Regions from separate parts of the Drosophila melanogaster genome. Here region 2 is linked to region 1. Evidence: chromatin contacts called from public Hi-C data. All regions are on one chromosome and are shown on one strand. The core of a region is the stretch at or near the end of the contact, and the rest is flanking DNA. Distances in the headings are between cores, read along the strand shown. Region 1 overlaps CG13003. Region 2 overlaps CG45002.

What was found. Hi-C and Micro-C count contacts between places; a contact is called where the count stands out from the background.
Region 2: a contact with region 1 is called in a Hi-C map of the Kc167 cell line, with 1.7 times the contacts expected there. The contact joins two enhancer-like sites. A contact is called at or near these places in 13 of 107 Hi-C or Micro-C datasets (the Kc167 cell line, embryo, eye imaginal disc and 4 more).

Annotation. Positions count from the first base shown.
Region 1 is chrX:16,856,951-16,861,313 of dm6, forward strand. CG13003 reads right to left here. Exons shown (of 6, transcript NM_001169308.3): 3 at 491-909. Among named protein-coding and RNA genes, the nearest start is that of RSG7, 15 kb to the left of the region's middle. Within about 2 kb of position 2,386, at least 2 of the 39 cell types and tissues checked have an H3K27ac peak or open chromatin away from gene starts, as enhancers often do.
Region 2 is chrX:17,001,774-17,006,136 of dm6, forward strand. The region is part of intron 2 of CG45002; the gene reads right to left. Among named protein-coding and RNA genes, the nearest start is that of CG43996, 18 kb to the right of the region's middle. Within about 2 kb of position 2,483, at least 5 of the 39 cell types and tissues checked have an H3K27ac peak or open chromatin away from gene starts, as enhancers often do.

The DNA.
Region 1 (4,363 bases), core at 1,136-3,635:
TCGACTAATTCCAATACCTACATACATATATCTAGACAGTAGAACCGATCAAAAGCGTATTACATCGCACGAGGGACAACCAGTGAGATACAATCTAAGCAGGAAACTTATGAGTGCAGAAAAAAATGGGTGAAAAATGGGATTGACTGTGCTATGAAAGTTGAAGTAATAAATTAATGAGATTAGGTGTTTGTATCATTTGTTACTAGCTGCCAATAATGAAGTTGTGATTGTGATTATTTGCGCATTCATATTAATTAGCTGATTAAATGTTGGCCACGTTGGCATTCAATTAATATACATACAAATTCAAATTTGGAGTTTTCAATTTAAGCAAAAAAAAAACCCCCACCCCCATTAACCACCTTGATAAGCAAAGGTTAATGCATTTCCGTTTCCGCGGGCCAAGTGTTTCTACTTCCACCATTGATTTCCTTTTGGAAACTTTGCGTTTTTCAAATCGCCGGTAAAATTGGTTTGTGCAACTCACCTTTGGGTCTTGAGATATCACAGAATGGTTTTTGTGCATAAGAAAACGGCGACACTTGCTGTTGGTTTTTCTTTTTGTTGTTTGTGTTTTTTTTTTATCTTCGTTTGGTTTGTTCCTAAAGTTGTCGTTCTTGAATGTTATTATTTTCGTTTCTGGGGTTTCTTGTTTCGGTGTGAACCAAAAGATTTCCAGCAATTTTCTGGCTATTTTCGCGCTTGGCCTTTGTGCTTTTTGCTCCACTTGGGTATCTGGCAGAGCCGGGAGTTATTTACGCTACTTTTTTATGATTTTCGCAAATTACTTTTCGTTGGGCAACTTTTGGTGTTGTTGTTGTTGTTTATTGTTGTTGTCGTTGCTGCTGGACATATTTCCGCTGGCAGCAACAACATGACGCGGCGTTCTGGCCGCCAATCAATGAACTGCAAGAGGTTAAAGAAAAGTTTATTATTATCGAATTAGAACCAGATATAGATATAAAACTTTGTTGATAAACACAATCAATTATGGCCAAAAAAAAGTAGAAAAATAGCAAATGGTTTGGGTTTACGAAAGTGGTGATATTCGTACTTAAAGTAGGAATAATTTAATTTAAATTGAAATATTATGTAAGCAATGCAGTATAACTGAAACGTTGTTGTTAAATCCAATTAGTTGTAAGCTCAGATTGCCACAAAATTCAATCAATTCAAACCGCTGAAAGTGGAGCTGATTTACCGATCTCTGGTGCTTAATATCCACAACAAGAATGGTAATGAAACCGCTGGCAGCACAAAAAAAAACGCAATCCAAAGTGTAATTACTATTTTAATTAGGAGATTTATAAGCGAAGCCAGCTCAGTTCTACGATTTCCACTATTTCCTCGGGCGAAAGGCGGAAGTCCATAGTTTGGCCAACGATTTGTGTTTGGATTTCTGTTTCGGTGTGGATGCAACACCTGGCGAGACTGTCACCATCCATTTGGATGAGTGTCCATCTGCCTTCCGTTTCACGTAATTGCCGCATTAAGAAGAGAAATGATAAATAAGCAAGCATATTTTCCACACTCGTTTGTTGCAGTACATCAAAATTACATTAGGCCAACCGTGTGAGCAACGCCGACTGACCCATTTATCGAGTGCCGACCGTCGTCTCACCCAGTTGACTGTGATGTGTTAATTAGTCAAATGTTGGCCAACACTCTTGGCCCAACTTGGCCATGTTTGACTTGGCTTTCAAGTGTACTTAGCTTTTTCCGCGGGCCGGTGGAAGCACTTTGAAGCACATTTTTGAATTGCTTAAATGGATTAATTGTTTCATTTGTCAATGTATAATTTTAATGCGTTAGCTGACTAGTTTGTTTTTTTTTGTATTTTAAGCTATATACTGTTTGCCCAGATGATTTCTAAAAAAATGAAAGCAGGATATACAAATCGTTCCATATCACGTATCAAATGAATTGCAAGAGTTTTACGTATTCTTAACGTATTATTTAACTAAATTAAAAATTCCAATCAAGCCTTAAAAATCCACTTTCCTGTGTTAATCAACTGCTTACCATTGCTTTCATATCTACTCCTCGTAAATGGGCAATCAATCTCACGTAATGTTCCTCCCTTTTGCTTTGCCTCATTTCCTTTGTATTATTTTTCAGTTTATTAAGATTTTGCAATATTATTTCTGGCATCTGCCACACTCTGTGCATATATCGCATTGGTGTTTTCCTGCGTGCATTGCTTTTGTATGCAAGGCACAAAAATGCCAGGCAACGAGAAAAAAAAGGCAAAATAAAGTCGGCAAAAATGATTTAATAAGTCGCCGAGCAGCAACAAAAACCCACAGGCAACCGGATATCGGAGTCGAAGTTGAAGTTGAAACTGAGTAAGTGTTTTGCAATTTCCCTAAGATTTCCATGAGTCGACTGCTCTCTGTATCTGTATCTGTATCTGTTGCTGTTGCTGCTCAGATGAACATACTTGCATCTGTGTGGCATGTTGCAATTGAACATGTGCGTTTGCCACATGATCGGCGGTTCCTCAATTAAACAGTACTTGCATATACAATTTTTATTTGTTTTTGCCATCCATCGTTAAGCTCCCGAAAATTAAGTGCAGCCAAAGCCGATTAATGGCTAAGCGTTTTAATGCCACCAACTCGAAGTGTTGATCATCATGAGAGCAACAATTGGACACCAAACACCGAGCACCAAACACAAGTGCACAGTAAGAAAAATCAGAAACATTATGTAATATTCATTTTTTCTTCTTCCCATTTCCCACTTGAGTAAACGAATTTGAATAGGTTAATATGCCCATATGATCTTGATTTATTAATTTTGACTCATTAAACGTTATATAAAAAAGATTTATAAAATACATTTATAGACGCATAAACCCATAAATAATAAATTTAAAGTGTAAAAGAAAAGGTATAAAAAATATGTGACTGAATAATTTATTTTCATTGCAATAAATCAAATTTTGAAATATTTTACATTTAAAAAAGTGCAAGTACTCATTCAAATACATTTTTTTTAGCCACTCAATGAATTTATTTGCTTAATATTGTATTTATGTAAGTATAATTGCATTTTTTGCAGTGCTGCAAACACCGATCGGCGGACAAAAAACACTTGATTTACGAGTTCCGTTCGCAGAAGCTGCAACTACGTGGAAGCTGCAGTCGTGGATGCCACTTGACTCATTTGCGGCACTCATCCACTCGCCGAATTCATTCATTACGGGGACAGCCGATCTGCCACCAATAATTGTTATTTTATTGTTTAATCGCCGACAACGACGTTGTTTGCTTTGATTTTCGCCGTCGATTTGCCCCATGAATAATAGAGTTGTTTTTTTTTTTTTCTTTTCCTCTGAGCTGTGAACGGAAGGCATTGGCATTACGACCGCGGGTGATTCGAACATGATTCGACAGCAGATTCGTTTGTCTGGTTGAGTGCGAGTACTATACCCCATCTTTGGCCCGCAATGCGATTGCGATCGATTTGATCTCGTTTTTATGGCGATTGATTGTTACAAGGTTTTCGTTTGCCACACGCTCTCTTTCAAGGTTAATGTGGGTGGATTGAAAAACGGAAAAGTGCCTGGTGGCATATATTGAAAAATTTACCATCAATTGGGGTATTGAAATCCCACAAGTTACTTACAACAAGTATGGATGTCTGGATAAATAACAATTAGAATAAGTAGTCTATTTACCCATGCTAACATTATGGTGTATCCACGGCAATTAAAGAGCACTTCACTTTCAGTTCCCATCGCTGGTCATAAGACCGAAATTAGAATAAACCACCGATCATTATGCAAATGCGAGTAATGAGCGGCATCACATCTCGCTTTTGTGGGTCGCCAATTGCGGTTCGCTTTTACTAATTCGGCTTAATTAAGGTGTTGCGGCGTTAATGAACCGAGCCGGCACAGTGGGCCAATAGCTTCAGTTTCAGCTGCCTGTTTTTTTGTTTTTCTCCTTGGCCTCTTCTTGCCCCTTGTCATCCATCGAGTGAAAGAAGGGCAAAAGTCAAGACGTTAAAAACAAACGGCAGACAAAGAGGCAACTTTCCCGCTGTCAACAATGGGCAGGCTGGCTGTCAGGTGGGCGTGGCATCCGAGCTGTTCACATGTGTCTGTTTTCGAGTGCGCCTACTGTCTACTGTCTGCAGTCAGCAGTTTGTAGCCCAACGCTAATGACAATGACTGGGTGGGTAAAAGTGGAGTGCCGCCAGAGAAATGCTCGGATTCGGATTCGCACAGCACTGAGAAAGCTGTGGAAAACGAGTGACTTTGGCCCTAGAATCATGTTTTTATTATAATATGCACATATGGCATAGGGCACTTTAGAGATCTAGAAAGCGACGGAAAGTTTGCAGACTTGCATAA
Region 2 (4,363 bases), core at 1,233-3,732, 140 kb after region 1:
ATCCTTAATTTGATTAATAAATGTTGCAAAAAGGGAGTATCAATTTTGTTCAAGCTTAAGCTGCATTTGTTTTCATTAATTGAATGTCGCTTCTGATTTTAAATATCTTAAATTGACCAATTGTTCTTAATTTTCTGGCAAATAGAGAAAATGGAGTTGGCCAGGTTAAAAACTTAAAGACTTGCTTTTTTGTTGACTCCATCCTTTGGAAAACGGCGGCAATGAGCATGAATTTGAACATGAGCGGAAATCAATTGATTGGCGCCCACAGATGTGAAATGTGTGTTTTCGCTTGTGCGATTTCCGCCGGCTGCAATTAAATGTGCACGAACTGTCCGTGGGTGCCACGCCCGGTGGGCAATCGCCGCCCACTTTTCCAAGCTTCCGCACTTTCTTATTTTCGCAGAGTTGTCGTTTTCCCGCCCTGGTTGAAAATCAATCACTTTTGCAGCTGCCAAAAAAGAATTGCCTTGTCATTTATATCCCCCTTAAATCGTTTTTGTATCCATCAAATGCCCGGGAACGCTGCGATTGTTGTTGAAAAATTGTCGGACATGTTCAATAATGTTTATCAAATGGCATCTCCTTGTGTGGATTGGGATATGGCCCCACCCGAATACAATATATTTTTCTTGTTTTTATCGTTTCAAGAAGGTATACTTTGATTTGTTGCTTGATTTTCGCCGGGGGCCACAAAGGTGAGGCGGGAGAATCAGGAGCCAGATAAAATGTAACAAAATAAAGGCGAAAGTGTCAAAGTGCATTTGTAATGGCTTAACGGAAAGATGAAAGCATCCCTGATTTATGGTTTCCTCGAGAAAAACCCCTTCTGTAAATCAGGGAATTGATTCTGTCGTCCTCGATGGAGCGGCCATCATCTGGCTCAGCAGCTCAACAGTTGCTGCAATTTCACTCCATTGACCTCGGTGGCAATCCTCCAGCAAAGCAATTCCTTTCTGGGATGCTATCGCATATAGATATCACTGAAATCCGATGCATACTTCTTGGTTACTTCCCAAGAAAGCGCCAGAGCGACGCAATTGTATCCACCGAGTATACATAATCGTGGATATTTCTATGCCCTTCAGGGGAAGCATCTTAATTCAAATAAGAGGCTACGATTTAAAAAGGAACTTAGACTTTAAATAAAATTTGAGTGGAAATATATTTTAAATTTTAGATGAGTACTGAAATCCACCAGTTGTTATTAACAACTAGAATATATTTCAAAACCCTGTAATAATTTGTATTAGTTTACAAATATGCTGCAAGTTCTGTGTTCTTATAAGCTTTTTAGTAATACTTCGTTGTACAATATAATTTCTGCAGTTAAGAGTGTTTAAATATTCAGAATACCAATGCCCAGTGCTTTCGCCTGTCGATTATATTTATTTTTGGGCTTGCTGTGGCAAGTATTCAACTCGACTCGACTCGACTTCTATTTGTTCTGTTTGCATTGAATCCCGATGGCTGAAAGGGGCTGTGACTGTGGTGCCAAGTCGGTTGGCGCTTGCTTTTTTGATAAGAGCTCCATCGAGGCAACTCGAGTGTTTGCCCAAGGCAAGCTGTCAGTGCTCCTGCTGCGGATTTTACAGCCGGGAGAGTCCTTGATTTACCAACCATTTCTCATATCGATGCGCTACATTAAATATTCACCATTTGGCCTTGGCAAGTGTCAAGTTGTGGGGCTTAGTTTTGGCTTTCGCCTCGGCACGGCTCCCCTTTCAATTAGCGTCCAATTAATTCAATTGCAGCCTTGCATTGACAGCTCATCGCTGACATGTGTCGCATGTGTCGTATCCCCGCACGCTGGCAAAGGGGCCACATGGCGTATGCGCGATAATATTGCGCATACGTCAGCATTCTGTTTACGTTCTCCTCGCTACTCATCAGCTAAAAAAAAAAAACTTTCCTCTTGATAGGTAATAGCAGCCACATCAACTCAAAAGTTTTTGGCTTGATGTTGAAAGTTTCAGCTAGCTAGCATTTGATGGTATGAAACAGCACTAACAAAATATCAGCTGCGAACGCGAACTTGAATGAAACTGGAATGCAAATTGTGCTCGATATGCTTTATTTGCATAAATAACTAGACCAACACTGGGATAAATTAGGTCTATCTCGGTGATATTTAATCAATGGTATATTCATTAAAATATTTTGGTAGCGGCTTAGTTCATTAAATGCAATATTTGGTAAGACAAAAACTAAAAGCAACAATTTTTAAATTTCGTATTTATTTAATTGCACTTCATTTGATTGGATTCATTTGCTCTCTCGAGCAGGAATATTGTTTGCGGTTCGATTTCATGGGTTGTGTAAATATTTGACTGGATTAATTAAAGCCTAAAGAGCTAGGATAACCGCATATGCAGGGATCTTCTGGCCCCATTCGATATGCACATCTCTCAGGCAGCCAAGCGAATCGAAACGAAAAGCTGTCAGACTAACGAAGCGGCACATCGCACATCCCCTTGCACACTCACTCACTCACTATTTCCTACACACACACACACACACACGTCTATCGTAGTCCTGCAAGGTCCTGTTGGTCGGGGGGGTGGCACTCAAATCCGTTGGCAACTCAACATACTTCACAAATTGTGTTGCACTTGCCAGCGATTTTCGATGTGGCTTTTAAGTGCAGCTCCAGACAGAAATAAAGTGCGGAATACATAAATCAAGCATCAATCATTTACAAAAGAGAATAAGAAACGGGAAACGGAAGACACATAAAAATCCATGTAAAATATTTAAAGAAATAATAAAATCATCTGAATGCCCATCATTCACAACTGTCTTTTAGAAACTGATGAATTCAAACCCTAAGTCAATAAGCTAAAATTTTTAAGTACATAAATACAGTCTTTTCAGGAATTTGTGACGAAGATATCTGCATAAAATCAACTGAAAGCTGATTAAAAATAATTTTCGCAAGTGCTGGACATTTTTCCTTGATATTTATGGTTTCAAATTCCATAACAAAAAATTTATATGGACCTTGTGTTGTTTGTAATTTGAATGCCCAACAAGGCACTTGTTTGGCACTTGTTGTGAGTGTGAATGTGAGCAGGTCCTTTGCCATAAATTACGCACACACACATGCTGACATCCTGCTGCTCTTTGGGCTCCATCATCATCATCGCGATCCCATTGCCATCATCATCATCATCATCGTGGCCATTCAAGGCAGGCGGCAAGTGCATAATAAAATTTTATTATTTTGCTCTGCTTAAAACGGAAATGAATGCAGCCCTCGCATTCGCACACAAGCGCCCAAAAGGTCATACAAGTTAGCTCCTGGTCGGGATTCCAACTCGACATCCTCATCCACATCCACATCCACATGCACATCACAATCACCATCAACAGCAGCAAACTCCAGCTCAGAGAGCAGCTTTTGAACATTTTGCTCGCCTTATGCTCAAAGTAAATGGCAGCAAATTGCATTTTAATCACATTGTTGTGCTCGTGTGGAATGCATAGCACTAGCATCAGCAGGACAACAGCTGCCAAGGGCACTGCGACAAATCGGGGCGCATTTCGTGCCATCCGCTTGCAGGAAGTGAGTGAAAGGGGCGTGGCCGGCATTGCAAGTGAATTTCCTGTACTTTCCTGCCCCCGAGTTAGCCTCAATTAAACACGTCTTATCCCGTCACAGTGTCACTTAGCCCCAACTAAACTTAGATTCAGTTGGTCTGGACATACACTGGAGAAAATGTATATAGATTTGGACTTTTTTCTAAAACCTATGAAACCTATGAAACTATGAAATCATTTATTGCACAGCTGCGCTTATTCTGAAATTTAACAGATCCTAACTTATTACCCTAAGTCCGCTTCATTGGCTTCTGCGTTGAACTCCGTTTGAGAGTCGCAGTTCCATTTTCATTACAGTTCACATGGTGCTGTCAAGTGCAGAGATTCTGGGAGATTTCCATCAGATTGCTGCAGGCTGACGGGGGAAACGCGGGAAAATCGCAGGGAAAATGAGAAATATAGGAGAAGACAGCTGAGAAAGTGGGACAGGGTTGGCCAGATGGAGATAATTGCCGAGTGACATGTGATTGCATCCAATGTAGATTACTTTGCACTTTCCCAGCTTAACATAGAAATTTACAGATTTTCCGCTTTCTACATTTCCCAGCACGTTTTCTGTTCCCAATGCGAAATTAAATCCGATTGATTACACCACGATCAATTGTACTGGCATATTGCGTATACGCCGCGTTGCTACATTTTAATTAATATGCAGGAGATATACTCAACATGCCAGGACATCACCCCCAGCTTTTCTTTCTTTAGCACTTCCTTGGCTGCTGTCAAAAATTTTGTTCCAAAAACTACAGGAACTTTATGCTGT